2 separate regions of the Zea mays genome follow, and region 1 is linked to region 2. A link is a contact called in public Hi-C data. All regions are on one chromosome and are shown on one strand. The core of a region is the stretch at or near the end of the contact, and the rest is flanking DNA. Distances in the headings are between cores, read along the strand shown.

The links. A called contact is a pair of places that touch in the nucleus more often than the background predicts.
Region 1: a Hi-C map of leaf shows a contact between it and region 2, with 8 times the contacts expected there. The contact joins the promoter of LOC100276999 here to the promoter of LOC100279273 in region 2. A contact is called at or near these places in 2 of 25 Hi-C or Micro-C datasets (endosperm and leaf).

Annotation. Positions count from the first base shown.
Region 1 is chr4:35,393,456-35,400,605 of Zm-B73-REFERENCE-NAM-5.0, reverse strand. It overlaps LOC100276999 (SnRNP core Sm protein Sm-X5-like protein), which reads left to right and starts at 2,327. Exons shown (of 4, transcript XM_008680044.4): 1 at 2,327-2,821; 2 at 3,118-3,158; 3 at 3,244-3,402; 4 at 6,011-6,361. The coding sequence starts at 3,156. The coding sequence ends at 6,130. LOC100191474 (topoisomerase I) reads left to right here. Exons shown (of 16, transcript NM_001164334.2): 12 at 1-27; 13 at 112-201; 14 at 294-397; 15 at 494-662; 16 at 759-1,115. The coding sequence ends at 827.
Region 2 is chr4:34,743,712-34,751,173 of Zm-B73-REFERENCE-NAM-5.0, reverse strand. It overlaps LOC100279273, which reads right to left and starts at 6,046. Exons shown (of 12, transcript NM_001360958.1): 1 at 5,111-6,046; 2 at 4,412-4,480; 3 at 3,442-3,549; 4 at 3,162-3,342; 5 at 2,982-3,061; 6 at 2,751-2,870; 7 at 2,415-2,520; 8 at 1,396-1,482; 9 at 1,242-1,310; 10 at 1,077-1,151; 11 at 573-725; 12 at 1-20. The coding sequence starts at 5,847.

The DNA of each region.
Region 1 (7,150 bases), core at 1,078-3,577, 650 kb before region 2:
GCTGTCTATCAGCGGGCAAACAAAGAGGTATTATCTTTTACTATAGGGGAAAATCAACTACTTGTATCATCATTCATCCTTACTCTGGGCTGCCCTTTCTCATATACTCAGGTTGCCATCATCTGTAACCATCAGCGTAGTGTCTCGAAATCACATGAGTCCCAGATGACTAGAATGAACGAAAAGATTGATGAGTTGAAGGTTTGGTTTATGCTGCAAGTTATCAGCTCAAACTTCTGCCATAGCTTTGGGATTTCTTGAACTGTCTGACACACTTGCCTTTTCTTCTCCAGTCCCAGATGGAGGAGCTGAAAGCAGACTTGAACAAAGCAAAGAAAGGGAAGCCTCTAGGCTATGATTCAGAGGGGAAGCCAAAGAGGAACTTGGCTCCTGAAGCGTAACACATCTCAACCACCAATACATTTTGTTGTATTTTGTTTTTGTGTGTTAGAACAAAGAGTAGGGTAGGCAACCTGACAAAACCTACTTGCAGGATTCAAAAGAAGGTTGCAACACTTGAAGGCAAGATAGAGAAGATGGAGATGGATAAGAGGATAAAAGAGGATCTGAAGACAGTTGCGCTTGGAACGTCAAAGATCAACTATCTTGATCCTAGAATAACCGTGGCATGGTGCAAACGCCATGAAGTCCCTATTGAGAAGGTACGCAATTTCTGGTTCTAGACCGCATTTGTTTTTTCTCCAAATTTTCCCTGTTGCAAAGGCCTGCAGTTATTGAACCTGCTGTGCTGCTGACAGATTTTCAACAAATCTCTCCTCGCGAAATTTGTATGGGCAATGGACGTTGACCCGGAATTCAGATTCTAGGAGACCATTGGCTACCATGTGCCAGCCAGTTTGGTCCAGTTTCCAGCCCTTCTCCCTGGACACTAATTGCAGCTAGGAAAGGAAAGAGCTCGGTGTTTGTTTTTTCAAAGTCCCCACCCCCCCTGCTCGTGGAACGAAGGAAAGCACCCGTCATTCTCTTTGTAGGCCCTTCTTTTTTTTTTCTTTTGGTTCAATTGCGCTAAGTTCAATATGTATTCTGCTGAGAAATCTGAGCTCGTTTGAGAACGGTTGGACATTGAATTCATAGTGAGTTTTAATCTTGAATATAGATGACTTGTTGAGGGATGATCCCGTGGTCGTTTGTGTGTTTTGTCGACTAGTGAGCTTGCCTTGTCCACCAAAGTCAGCTGGTATATAGTAGTAGAGAATAAATGCTTGGCGAAACGATGGCCATCAGGATGGATTATCACTTTGTCAGTGTAGATGAGGAGACCCCTCTCTTCGCCACTCCTCAGACCCTATAAATAGATGACTCATACCCTATAATGAACAGCTGTAGAGGTCGTTCATTCGAAAATATTGCGCGTTGCCTTGTTGCATCCTTACCTCCAGAGCTTCTGAAGTTATAAAAACGTCGAAGCTTGAGCATTAAGAATTTCCTTTAATGTTCATGCATACATCATCTTTGATTGCTTGTACAAGATCATGTGAGCTTGTTGTTCTTCTATAATTTCAACAGATCCATAACACGCGTGAAGAAAAAAAAGCAGCGAAGTAATATTTGGAACTTTTAACGCTAACATTAGAGCATCTCCGATAGTTCTCAAAACGCACCTCTGATTTTGACGTTTTTGGCAGGATTAAAAAATGACATCTCTCCAACAACTGTTGATCCCACTTTTGAATCTTCTTACATTAAAAAAATTGATCGATATGTGTGATATGATACGGCTTAGGGTAAGTAACAATACATGCAGAAAGAAGTCGCCGCCACTATGTCTTTGCCACAGTGCCTTCTATGCACATGCGCTAGAAAACTCTGACCATACTGGCTACACCGCTCTCGAAGATGGGGGCGGCAATCGCTACTGGTCTAGCCTTGACTGGTTGTTGTTGGCTACCAATGGCTGGCGTACTCAGGCTCACTCCAACAGAGCAGCCATCCGGCCAGGTAAAGCTAAAATAGATGTCCTGAAGCAACTGTAGGAGTGCAATATTTCTTCCAAGGAAGCAGCTAAATGAGTTAGGCAAAATGAAAGGCAGGAGAGAAAAACCATATTGGTTGGTACTGTGACCGACAACTAAATTCTTTATTCTTGACTGACCACTGGGCCCCAGTGTCTACTCCATTCCAGCTAAACGTATGGATGACTGTGCTGTTGGAAAGATCTAGCGTATGACTGGACAGGTAAACTACAGACACCAGCCAAAAGTATATATGGCGGCCCGATTTGCATGCCTCCTGTTGGAGTGAGCCTTAGAGGGTGTAGTGTAGGGGATTGTTGGGGGTGCATAAACCTTCACAAAGGACCATTTTTATTTTTTTATGAGTAAGATGTTAGAAATGGTTAGAGGAGGCTAATAAATATATTTTGATGTTTTAACGACTTGAAGAACACATTGATTTATATTTTTGTTTTTTGAACTATTAAAGAAAGCAAATTGATTTGTAAAGGGACTATTATATAAAGCGAATTGATTTGTAAAAAGGGACCGGGAAAAAACTAGTACTTTTGGGCCGTTCGCAGGCTCCCATCTTCTCCCGCATAATCTTCCTCCCGCACATCCCGATCCTCCAGCTGTGGCATGGGTCTTGTGCAGTGTTGGTGGGCTGACCAGTTGGGCTATGGCCTGCTCGCATAATCTTCCTCCCGCACATCCCGATCCTTCTCTCGGCGGCCCGTTGGTCACGTGACTCATCCCCCTGTGCTCTCCTCTCGTGGCCTTGTTTCCTGGCGGCGACGGCTGGTCGAGCGGCGCCGCCCTTGGCTAGGTCTTCGCTGGGTCCTTCCCCGGCGACGAGCGTCCATCTGGTACGCCTCTTCCTTTCTGTCCGCTTCCATTGAGTTCCCATCCCTTCACTCTCTGCGAAACCGAGCACGCCAAGCCCTAGAGTGAGCTATTTGAGTTCCGATCTGAACCAATCTACATGTACATAATATGTACTGTACCCACCAACTTCGATTTTTTTTGCGAAGAAAAATATCGCGTGTACGCATGTTCTATAGCGGATCCGTGCGCACCTGTCGTCTAGTTGAGCGAACGAGGGGGAGCAGACTTGTGCCCCTGTCCTGAATTTGGGTGCTAATTTGTTTGTGCTGATTTTCAGGGGTCGACTGAACTGAGCAGGCAGTAGGAAGAGACACTATGGTATCCCCCCCCCTCTTGTACTGGTGATTTGTTTCTTGCTAGGCCTGTGCCAGAGTTGTATTGATGCACCTTTCTTCTCGTGCAGTTGTTCTTCTCCTACTTCAAGGAGCTGGTGGGGAAGGAGGTGACAGTGGAGCTCAAGAATGACTTGGCGATCCGCGGGACGCTCCACTCGGTTGACCAGTACCTCAACATCAAGCTCGAGAACACCCGCGTAGTCGACCAGGACAAGTATCCCCACATGGTATGCCTGCTGTTGTGTCGTGTTGTTGTGCTGCAGAATTATGCCCTTCAGCTTAATCCTACCAGTTAGAGTTTGTAGCCTATTAGATTGTTGCTCCTTGGTCGTTTAACATGCACCCTTGTTTGATGCCGACTTGGTGGAACTGGGAACTGCAGGGAAAGGCCATAGCAGTAGTCGTTTCTCCCCTTTTACGACATCTTTGGTTGTGTGGGACGGTTCCTATGTTATACAAATAAAGGCCATAAGGGATGTGTGTAGGCATTCTTGTGGCAGACCTTACACTAATTGCATAATTGTGCACTTGATTTCTAGCGGACTTACCTTAAGATTGACTGTCAGAACTTAGTGTTTGGGTGATTTGATGCTACCCATGTTCACACGTGCTGAACAGCAGCACAAGTTTGTTGTCGCAAGCTTACTCTAATTGCATACCTGTGCTGTTGACTTGTAGTATATTTACCATAATGCTGGCTGTCAGAACACGGTGCTTGGGTAATTCGATGGTGTTCAGTGACCATGAATACAGAACGACCCCACAGATTTATCCTTGAAGCATTCATTTTTGCATTGTGCACTAGACTTCCAGATTCTCGTAAGTTGATTGAATGTGTCTTAATGAGCCTCTTTATCATGTGCCTGGTGTGCTTTCTCGTTAATATTGTATTGTACTGTAAATTGATGAAACTCTGTTAGTTTGAGAATGAAATTTCTGTTCCTAAATCATGGCCCAGAAGTTGCATAAGTTAAATATAATACATTTGTTCGCTGCCTCCATTCCTACTTATGGTGAACTCAGTTCCATAGAAAGATGCTTTAGATATACAGATGGAAGGTTGTGGGGGCACACCCTTGTGTCAGTTTCTCATCTAGTTCTGGTTGTCTAAACTTCTGAATTCATTGTCGATTTACAAAGGATGTTAACCTGATTATGAACATATTGATCATTGATCAATGAAGCCTTCATTAATAGACGTTCAAATTTGCTGATATGTTCTTGGAAATTTTACTGATGCCTGCACATGAAAATTTGAAACCTTTTAATTCCCTGCCAAGATATAGATAGGCAAGTCACCAGTGCAAGATAGGCTTCCTTCCTATTGTTCTAGATAATGGAAGTAATCTGATAGTCTCAAGTAAAGAAGGAAAAAGGTAAAAAGATTGATATTTTACACTAGGAAGTTGACACATCTGGATTTTCCTTCTCACACGACTTATGGGTCGATCTAATCAATCTGCATAGATCTACCATTCATTTGGCTGCCTTGCACTATAGTTGTGCTCTTGCATCTGTAGCAGTAAAATTTCTGTTGGAACTCGATGCATGGTGGTGTCCACACTCCACACATACCGAATAGAGAATCAATAGAACCATAGATGTAGCAAATGAAAGAAGCGAACATTCATATCCACTTGACTGGAGTTGTCTATGAACTATTAAACTCAACACATCGAATTGAGTAACCATGAAGTCAAACGAGCCCCTCTGGCATGGCACTTATGTGCTTGGTTCGTGATTAATGTTGTACTTCAAATCATTAGATATTTTCAGGCCGGTGCATATATATGTCAGTTATATTCAGAATGCTCACTTTTTCTACTCTTTCACATCATGATAGTTCAGGTCTTCTTAGTGCTTGCGCCGCACTTGATGGCTTTTTATCAGCCAGTTATTTCCTCCACAGGCTGCTAATGGAACTACATTTTGTTACTCCACTGTTCCCAAATGTAGGCCGTTACAGATTTGTCCTGAATCAAACATTGTTTTAACTTTGACCGCCAATATCTAAAAATCTAAATAGATTTCCAATATAAGCTTCATGCTACTAGATTCACCATGGAAATTAATTCCATAATGTATATTTTTTTTGTAAAATTCTATTTTCTACGAACTTTATTGTCAAAAAGTTTCACTTTGTAAACGTGTCTATGTCCAAAATGACTTGCATTTGACATATATATGAGAACCAACCATGCTGATGTGGGTAGCTGCTCAATCAGCTTGTGGTTGCTAAACAAACACTCTGAAGTTGATACATGTGCCAGATTCTCCCTTTGACACGCTGCTTATGGGTGTGTGTGGTTTTTTTGGGACCTTATTAATTAGTGCTGTTGGCAGGTAGGGTGCTGATATCTAGTTTTAGTTGGCATTTATTTTAGTTAGCCTTTTGTTTTGGGCTACTGAAGCTGATTGGATTATATTCGTTCAGGTGGGTGGTGGGTGTTGGAACAGTACTGTTTTGTCATAAGTACATACTATGCAGTGTATTGCCAAAGCGTGGTTGATGCTTGAAGTATTCTCAAAGCACAGCATATATATTCAATTATTCATATTTTGTAGGTAGCATAGCTGTCTGTTGTCTGGCATATAAGCATATCCCCCCCACCCCCCTTTTTTTTGTCTGCTTGGTGCATGCACTGTAATGCTTGTTAGGCCCTTTTTACATTAGTGCTGCATTCTTTTGTGAGTAGGGTATTGAAAGCACCCCATCCATTACATTTCTTTTTTTTCAAGACAAGGAAAAAAAAACTAGACGCACTAATTAACCTAGCGGTAGGTAGTAATAGTGAATTATTGGCTGTTAACACTCAAATCATTTTGCTGTGGCAGCTTTCAGTGCGGAACTGCTTCATCAGGGGCTCGGTGGTGCGGTACGTGCTGCTCCCGCAGGACGGCGTGGACATCGACATCCTCCACGACGCCACCAGGAGGGAGGCGCGCGGAGGCTGATCCTGATGCGCACCCGCTCCCTCACCTGCTGGCTGCTGCTTCATCCCCGATTGTACGAAGCATGCATGTACGGTGTGTGGTAGACAGATGCCCCAGTTTAGTTCTTTGGTGCTTGCCTTGACATAGATATTCCAGGTTGGATGATGACCTGAATCACCTGATATATTATTGTCATATCATATGCAATGTTCTTGCATGGGGTTGCTATATTATTACCATATCGTATTATCACATCATAGACACTTAAACTTATTAGCACGTGAGCAGCACTGCTGTGCTCCCCGGCACTGCTAAACTTATTAAACACAATATGGCTTAATTTTGTTCGGTGAAAATAAGATCACAAAACTAAACACGATATGATTCAAATTCTGTCCAGTGAAAATTAGATTGAACAAATCTGTAGCCTTTTTTGATGGGAATGTGTCAGGTGCATGCAAAACAATCGTGCATCAACTTTCAAAATGATGAATCTTGTTGGGGTGTTTGGTTGAGGAATCACTCCATCTAAAATGAAGTGTATTATGAGTCTATTCTTTAAATTTGGTGGGATAACCTCATTCGTTATCTTAATACTAACTAATTAACTATGATGAAATGGGGTGAAAATGAGTCTATTCCTCAAATTTGGGGGAATAACTCCATTCGTTATCTTAGTACTAACTAATTAACTATGATTCTTAGTACTAACTAATTAACTATAATGAATGAGATGATGATGGATTAACTCATTTCATTCTATAAACTGAACAAAAAATGAGGAGTGAGAAGATGATTGACTAGCTTATTTCTCAAACCAATCACGTTACAAATTTGGTGAAATGATCCATTACTTATGTTAGTACTAACTAATTAATTATGATGAATAAGGTGATGATGGATTAATTCATTTTATTTCATAAATTAAACAAAAAATAAGAAATAAGAAGATGATGGACTAACTTATTTCTCGAACCAAACACTCTATATATCTTCCATCTTCATCTAGTTGATTTGCATGCCGCCAAATTGTAGCGTCAA
Region 2 (7,462 bases), core at 4,797-7,296:
CTTCGTGGCTTTGAATTCGCCTACAAGGAAGAAAACTTTGAATTAAAATGTACAGGTAATGCAAAAACAACTGTTCTCATTCATTCTCAATTCATGTGTTTAGGGGTGGTAAGCATTGTAGGATTTTGTGGAGAGGCAAAAACAACTGTTCTCATTCTATTTTTATCCCATCTCATTCAATGTGTGCTACATTAAGGATCCACCCTTTGTTTAGAGGTGTATATATGGTCGCCAACAATGAATAGTTTATTAGACAAATTTTAATGAGGAAGTAAGAGAGCAACAGTCAATTTGGGTGTATGATCATCAAGTATTTTTCTTAGTAGTATGCTCTCGTCTAAAAATATGACAAAAAGACAAATAGAAAGCATGAAATGTCCTAATATAGTGATAGAGAGTGATTGTAAAAGCAACAATGTTAATTAGTAGCAAGAAGTCAAGAAAGCAGACCTAAGGTTTGGAAAGAAGATAGAATGCTTACATACAATATTTACAGAAAGATAGCTGGCTTGGTTTAATTTTTAGCTGAAAGAGAGATCTTATGACAAATAATAAGAAAGAATAAACCATACATGCATGCCAGAAGATTCTCCGCGCTCCATGGTACCACCATGAGCTGTTTTACTCACAGTGATACGGGAAGGTACTGGAAAATGTTCGATTTCATCTCCAGACCTCCCCTCCTTTGCCTTTTTCTTCTGCAAAACTAGCTTGGTAGGAAGAGGCTGAAATAAAGATCATGACATATGTTACACTAATGTGAAATGAACCATTCACAGAAACCAAATGTAATACTCGTCCGAAGAGGGAAAGACCGTCCTCCTGGTATTATATTAAGAAGAGACCGAAACATGGTCCCGGCCGAGAAAATCCCTGAACCCTAGCCCCCATCACTAGCGGGCCGTCACCGCCCACTCTGCAACGGCCCAGCCAGAGGGTCGCGAGAAGGACGTAACCTGGGAGCGGGCGGGGCACAGCGAGGAGATTTTTTTTAACCAAGCCAGAAATTCGTCCTCGATGGGGATCGAACCCAGGAACTGGAGGTGCTATAATACAGAATGCACATCACTAATTACCAAATATTTTGCACCATCCTTCTTATCAAATGTGACAAGGTATGTTGTAGGATCGTCTTTATCATCTCCTCTTACCTGAATCATGAAACGTGTATGTACAATGGATGAGTACGATGCCACCAGCTCATAGACACAATCAAAGAATAAGTAACAAAATACACATACTTCCCAGTGATATTCTCTTAGCCAGGAATACTGGATGTCATCGTTTTCATCATCCAAGTCTCTGGTAAGCTGATGAAATCATAATAGTCACCATCAAATTGATGTAATAGGTCACTTTGTTTTGAATAGAAATGTACCAGAGATGAATTGATACCTCATGGGGTGCTGGGGCCATGTATGCCAAAAACTTCTCTTGTTTTGAAGGGTCTGAACCACTTACACTAAAACTTTTCATCACGGCCTGCCATGAAAACATGGAATGGTTACAAATACAAGCAAAGGATATCATTTTCAATGCATGCCCAGATACAGTACACACGGGTGCAAAGTCCAAATAGGGTACAGGTGTCCTGTTCAGCAAACTCTAGAAGAAGGAATTCAGGGATTCATCTAGTTTTGTTTTAAATAAACTCAATTAGAAATTAGAATCAGTTTTATTTCTACAAACATTTACTTGCATGTCACGCACCTGAGCCCTGGCTGATAAATATGACATGGATGGATCCAGGCATACATGATGCATCGCAGGTTCTAAAAGGGAAAGGAAAAAAAAGAACTGAGAATAGATGAGGCCACTAGCCCACCTATAACCCTAACTTGCGCTAAACCCTCATGCAGCCAGCAGCTATCATATCCCCACTTTCCACCCCCCACGCAGTGCTACTTCTCTCTTCTTCAGCAACAGTGCCGCCGCCAGCCTAAATTCCCCACTGCCATCCTTACAAAGACTACCCAAATAGAATCAATACCTCTCATTCTCCTCGTGAATCCAATGCTCTCAGTTTTTTTTTACCGAATAATGCTCAGTTTTGACAGAGGAATCTCAATGGATCTGACTGGCCCAGCACATAGCCCTGCCATGGCTACGGTTCTCTTCACCTCCTGGACCGGGCGGCTGATCACTTTCCCCTTCCCTTCTCTATCTTGCACTCTTCGCTCACTCCCTGGCCTCCCATATTGCTTTGAACCTTTAGTTTTGCATTTGATGCAGCTTTGAGGTGTCCAATATAATTATATAAGTCTCACCATGTCTGGTGATACAAGTCAACGCGGCAAAAAAAAAGGACATGCAAGTCCTTGTAACGCTGATCTAGAATATACAAGATAATGAGCATGCTTCGCCATTAAAAAATAAAGCCTAGGGCAGAAAAAACTTGAGGAAACAGAACTCACCCGAGATTCACATTCATCACGTACGGGTCTCTCAAGTTTGTTGTACTGCTCAGAATCAGCAGTTGGATCGCCATCAAAATTCACCATAACAAACGGCTCCTCGTACCTGTTTAGGTGAACAGAAAAGGTCAATAAGAGGAATAAATTAGAAGCCTCCTATATGCTTCGAAAGGCAGGCTTTTGTGCAGTTATAGTTATAGCCCTCAAAAGTAAAGGAGAAATATGAGAATTTTCACAAAATACTGGTAAAGAAGAGAACTTTTCCACCATAAATCAAGAGCACTTAGTCAGGAGAAATACTGTAACAGATAAAAGCAACATCTGGGAAGTAAATACCTATCAAAATCAGGTAGCAAAGGCATAACCCACTCAGCTTGCATCCCACGTTTAGTCTGGTGAACAGGCCTTGACTTGGCTGCTCTAAAGGATTCTTCAATGGCTTTGATCTGTTTCTCTCTGGTATAGGCATGAACAGGAACATGGTGTCAGTGACTGCGCCAAGTTTGCAAGTCGCAACACAAAATAATCTTTACAGACCAATAAGTGTGAATAAAAGGAGAACCAAACCTATCATTAAGATTGTCTAGGAAAGCATTGCGACCCCCCCTTGATTCCCGCCTTTCCTTTGCTTGCTTCTCAGTAAGGGACTGGAAAGCCAGACAACTTTTATTCAGTCTGTATCATTAACATTAAGTAATTATTGTGTAACTAAATTCACACAAAACTCAGTATGCGTTACCGACTTACCGTTTTGGCTGCATCAGCACTTAGTGGAGATATGTATTGTGTTTTGACCAACCAAGAAACACCTTTGTCAGTGGGCCTCTCCCTTTTCCTTGTACCTTCTTGTTTAATAGGGGTGAGGACCTGATCATCACGCAATAGTTCTTCATCTTCAGGAGCCATGGGCGGCTGAACATCCGGGGGGCTGGGATATGATTGGTATATGAGTTAAGGACACTAGAATATACTCAGAGTCTCAGACAGAAAATCAAACTCATGAAAAGCATATGGTTCAGATCCTTACTTGTATACACTCATGTCAAGTAGGTCAAGAGGTATCCCAATATCCTCAGGGACAATCATTTTAGGAATATAGTTTTTCTCCAATGAAGTTATCCTGTATTTGGTATATCTGAAAAGACAGCAAAACATAGTAAGCATAGCTGCCTCCATAATATAGAAACTTTTAAAACGCCAGAGTGAAACACAATTGAGAGCAACATAACAGAGACAAGACAAATTAAGCTCAGCATACTGTAGGTAGCAGAAAAGGAGAGCAGAAGATTATGGAAAAACTGTACAGTAATAAAGCAGAGTAGTGCAAAATTGCTTTAATTCAAAACAAATGGAATTATGGCAGTTGAACAGGACGCCCAGTTATGACTTCACGTAACCTACAAAATATCAATCTATTTAATCTCCTCAAAACAAGCTAATGATATCATCTCTATGCATAAGTAGAAGGAATAATGAAACTATGGGCCTGTTCAGCTACACTAGTTTGCAGCCAAACAGGCCTGATTTGTATTTTCGGTTAGGTGAGATGATCAGTCCTAACAGTAGCAACAAAATAACCTCCGATAGTCTGATGCCTTACCCATGTTAGCCCAGTGAAACCGGGCCTCAGTCTTGACATCAATCTAACCATAACCCCCACAGAAAATTAGATTAGGCATCAATGCAACAGGGATCAAAATGTGTTCTTTACCCATAACACAATGAACAAAATGACCAAAAAAACAGCAAAGGCAAGGCATAAATTGGAAGCCAGCAGAAAGCAAAACAATGGATTCCTGCCATCATAGAAAAGATCTTCAAATAAAGAAGACAAGAAAGCATAAGTAAAGTAAGTTGAAATGATCTACAAGTAAAATGACCATTCTTAGTAGATGAGCAAGAGCAATACTGAAGTATGGCTTGTACTGCTCCAAAGATGCAATCTTATCTTAAATAAAAAAAGGGGGGCTGGGGAGTAGACAGGTAGTGATGCATACCGGTCCTTATCCTTATTCAGGGGCAGCCATTTCAGCTGAGCACTTGGATCCGGGAGTTCATTCCTAAATCTGTGCCACCAAAAAGAAAAGGCAAAACTGGATCATTCAAGTGTATAATTACACAACAGATATAGATCACCAAGATTTAAATATTTGATACAAATCAGCAGTTGGTTAAGGCTTCATAAAAACGGTACACATACGGACACTATTTTAAACATACAGACAACAGAAAATTGCCATTTCATAATAGCGAGGTAACTTCCAAACCATTCCTAAGTTTTGATATGCCTGCTCTGTTACAAGAAAGGGGTCCCTTTATAGGTCCATAACAAAGAAATTGGTTGATAGACGAACTCATGCACCTTTTAAGCACTATATTCTCAAGTAGTTCCCCAGAACTAAGTGGAAGTACTAATCTTTCTAAGCATGTCGAGAAGCACAAAATTTAAAGAAACTATAAAACAAATTCAGAAAACAATGATCCTTTCCATTGGACGCCCCGACATTTCAATGACAACATAAAAAATTATATGTAAGCAGTCTGTCACTCACTAAGGATAGCATATGTTGCCCAAGTTTTACACCCCTAAGGCCCTAAGACGTGCATGATCAATGAAAATGTTACCCAACTACAAGCTGAGAATTTAAATTTTGGCACGAACACAACCTAACGGACCCAAACTTGGCTGGACTTACTTGTGCTTGCAGAGGAACGTTGTTGGTTTTTTTAGCCGGTTCTCAAACCTCTCAGCATTAACCGCTGTTGCTGGGCGAGACCCAGTTGCCCCTGCCCGAGAGCCACCCGGAGGGTGGTGGTGGTGGTGGCGGCTCTGCGGCTGCTGCTGAGCAGTGCGAACCTGCTGTGTCTTCTGCAGAATGGTGGCTTGTGTCTGGCGCATCATCTGGTGCTGCTTGCGGTCGTCCACCCGCTGCTTCTCAAACTCGCGCTTCTTCCGCGCACGACGCTCCTCTTCCGTCTCCGCTCTCAGCAGCGTTGCCTTAGGCTGTGGCCCCTTTGGGGGCAGCAGGGCATGGGCAGACGGTGGCTGTGCCGGAGGCGGAGGGGGCGGGGGCGATGCCGCAGGGGGTGGGGACGGAGGCGGGGGTGGCGCCGAAGGTGGAGGAGGCGGATTACTGTTCCCGCCGTAGGGCGGTGGCGGCGGCTGGTAGTACATCTGCGGTGGGGGCGGGGGCGGGAGCTGCTGCGGAGGCCCGGGACCGAAATTGAACTGCGGTTGGTGAGGTGGCGGCGGCCCCGGTGGCGGTGGTGGCGGAGGCCCCGCGTGGTATGTCGGCGCCGGCATCCTGCTGTACGGCGCCTGCTGCGGCGGCGGCGCGTACGAATTCATCTGCGGCGGATAGCCGCCCTGCGGTGGTGGCGGCGGCGGCGGCGGATGCTGCGGCGGCGGCGCGTACGGCCTATACGACGCCATCCCGCGGCGTCTAGGGTTTCACGGAACCCGAGTCCCAGCACACAACAGACCCACGCCGCGGCGACTGCTCGCTCCCCCGTCTCCTCCGCCGCTGCCACTGCAGAAGAGACTACCACTGCACGTCCGAGCCCACCGCCACCTATTCTACCAGATCTACGCGTTGGCGTGTCGGAGCGCGAGGTAGTCGGATCTCTCGTCGGCGTCTCGTCGATTTGGCGAGGAGCAGGAGGGCGATGGGAATTTCACGATACCTCGTGATTCTGCCTGGCTTTTTCGTCGAGGTTTGGATGAATTTTACCCGGATTTGGATATCAATTCGGATTTAGTAGCATTTATTTATTTGCGTTAGAGTACTTTTTTAGACATGCTTTAGTGAGTATTCTCAGCAACACCGCCTAAATATTTCTCTTATCTTTAATGATCACTTGAGGCTGAAAATTCGGCTCTGTCAACACACCCTTATCTTTAACTAGATCAGTGTCCGTGCGTTGCAACGGAGACATATAATATGTCGATAACTTATATATGCACATATATGTTATATAGTTATGAGATAGAGGATGACATATATGCGAGCTGTCCGGGATGATATCGAAGAGAAACTTGGACCTGTGACACACGGATACTCACCTAGTGTATTATATAAGATAGGTCAGTGCTCGTGCATTGCATCTGGAACATATAATATCTCGATAACTTATATATACATATGTGTTATACGATTATGAGATGGATGACAACATTCGCGAGCCGTCCGTAATGATATCAAAGAGAAACCTAGGCCTACAACGCACATGCACTCACCTAATAGTGTATTATATAAAATATAAAAACCTAAATGTCAAACAATATTATTTGCTAATCCATCTTACCTATATAGTGCTTTGCATCTTTCATTGATGAGCGATGTAGCTCATATGTTCATATCCAGCTATTATACCAATGCACCATAGTTGTCAGCTAAAGGGTGGTCCTTAGAGCCACTATCATATGTTGACCTAGCATTTCTACCATACACTGGTGGTGGTGGTCTGGTGGATTAGAGGATTTATTTGGTTCTGCTTTCTTGATCTCCACCGACAAACAAAGCAAATGACCTAAGCCTGGTCAAAGTCCCTTCCATTAATTACTATTAATTTAATCAGTCATGGACCAATAGAAAATTGGTTTGGATTTGTGAGTGCGGTGAGAGGAAAATAACTTATGCATAATTCGTTAGCAAGTAGATTTAGAAGTGTAGAAAAATGAGAAGACACTTTGAATGAATTGTACAATAGGAATATAACAGGCATATAATCGAATGGCATCAATGAATGAGACAATTCAATGTGAGGCATATAACTTAAGAAAAAACATTATTCAACTGGTGCAATTCAAAGGTTCTTTGATCAATAGTTGACCTTCTCAATGTTTGTGACAGTAGATTCTTAAAGAATGTCAGCATATCCACTAGATAACAATTGGCATGCCCGCTCATGTGTATTGTAAAGCTTGTCTCTCATATCACCGAGTATAATACGATATGACTTAATCGAAGGAACCTTCTTCGAGAACTCTGTTACAGAGGAAACAATGGTTAATAGGAATAGCCAAGTTTAGCAATCTACCATCTAAA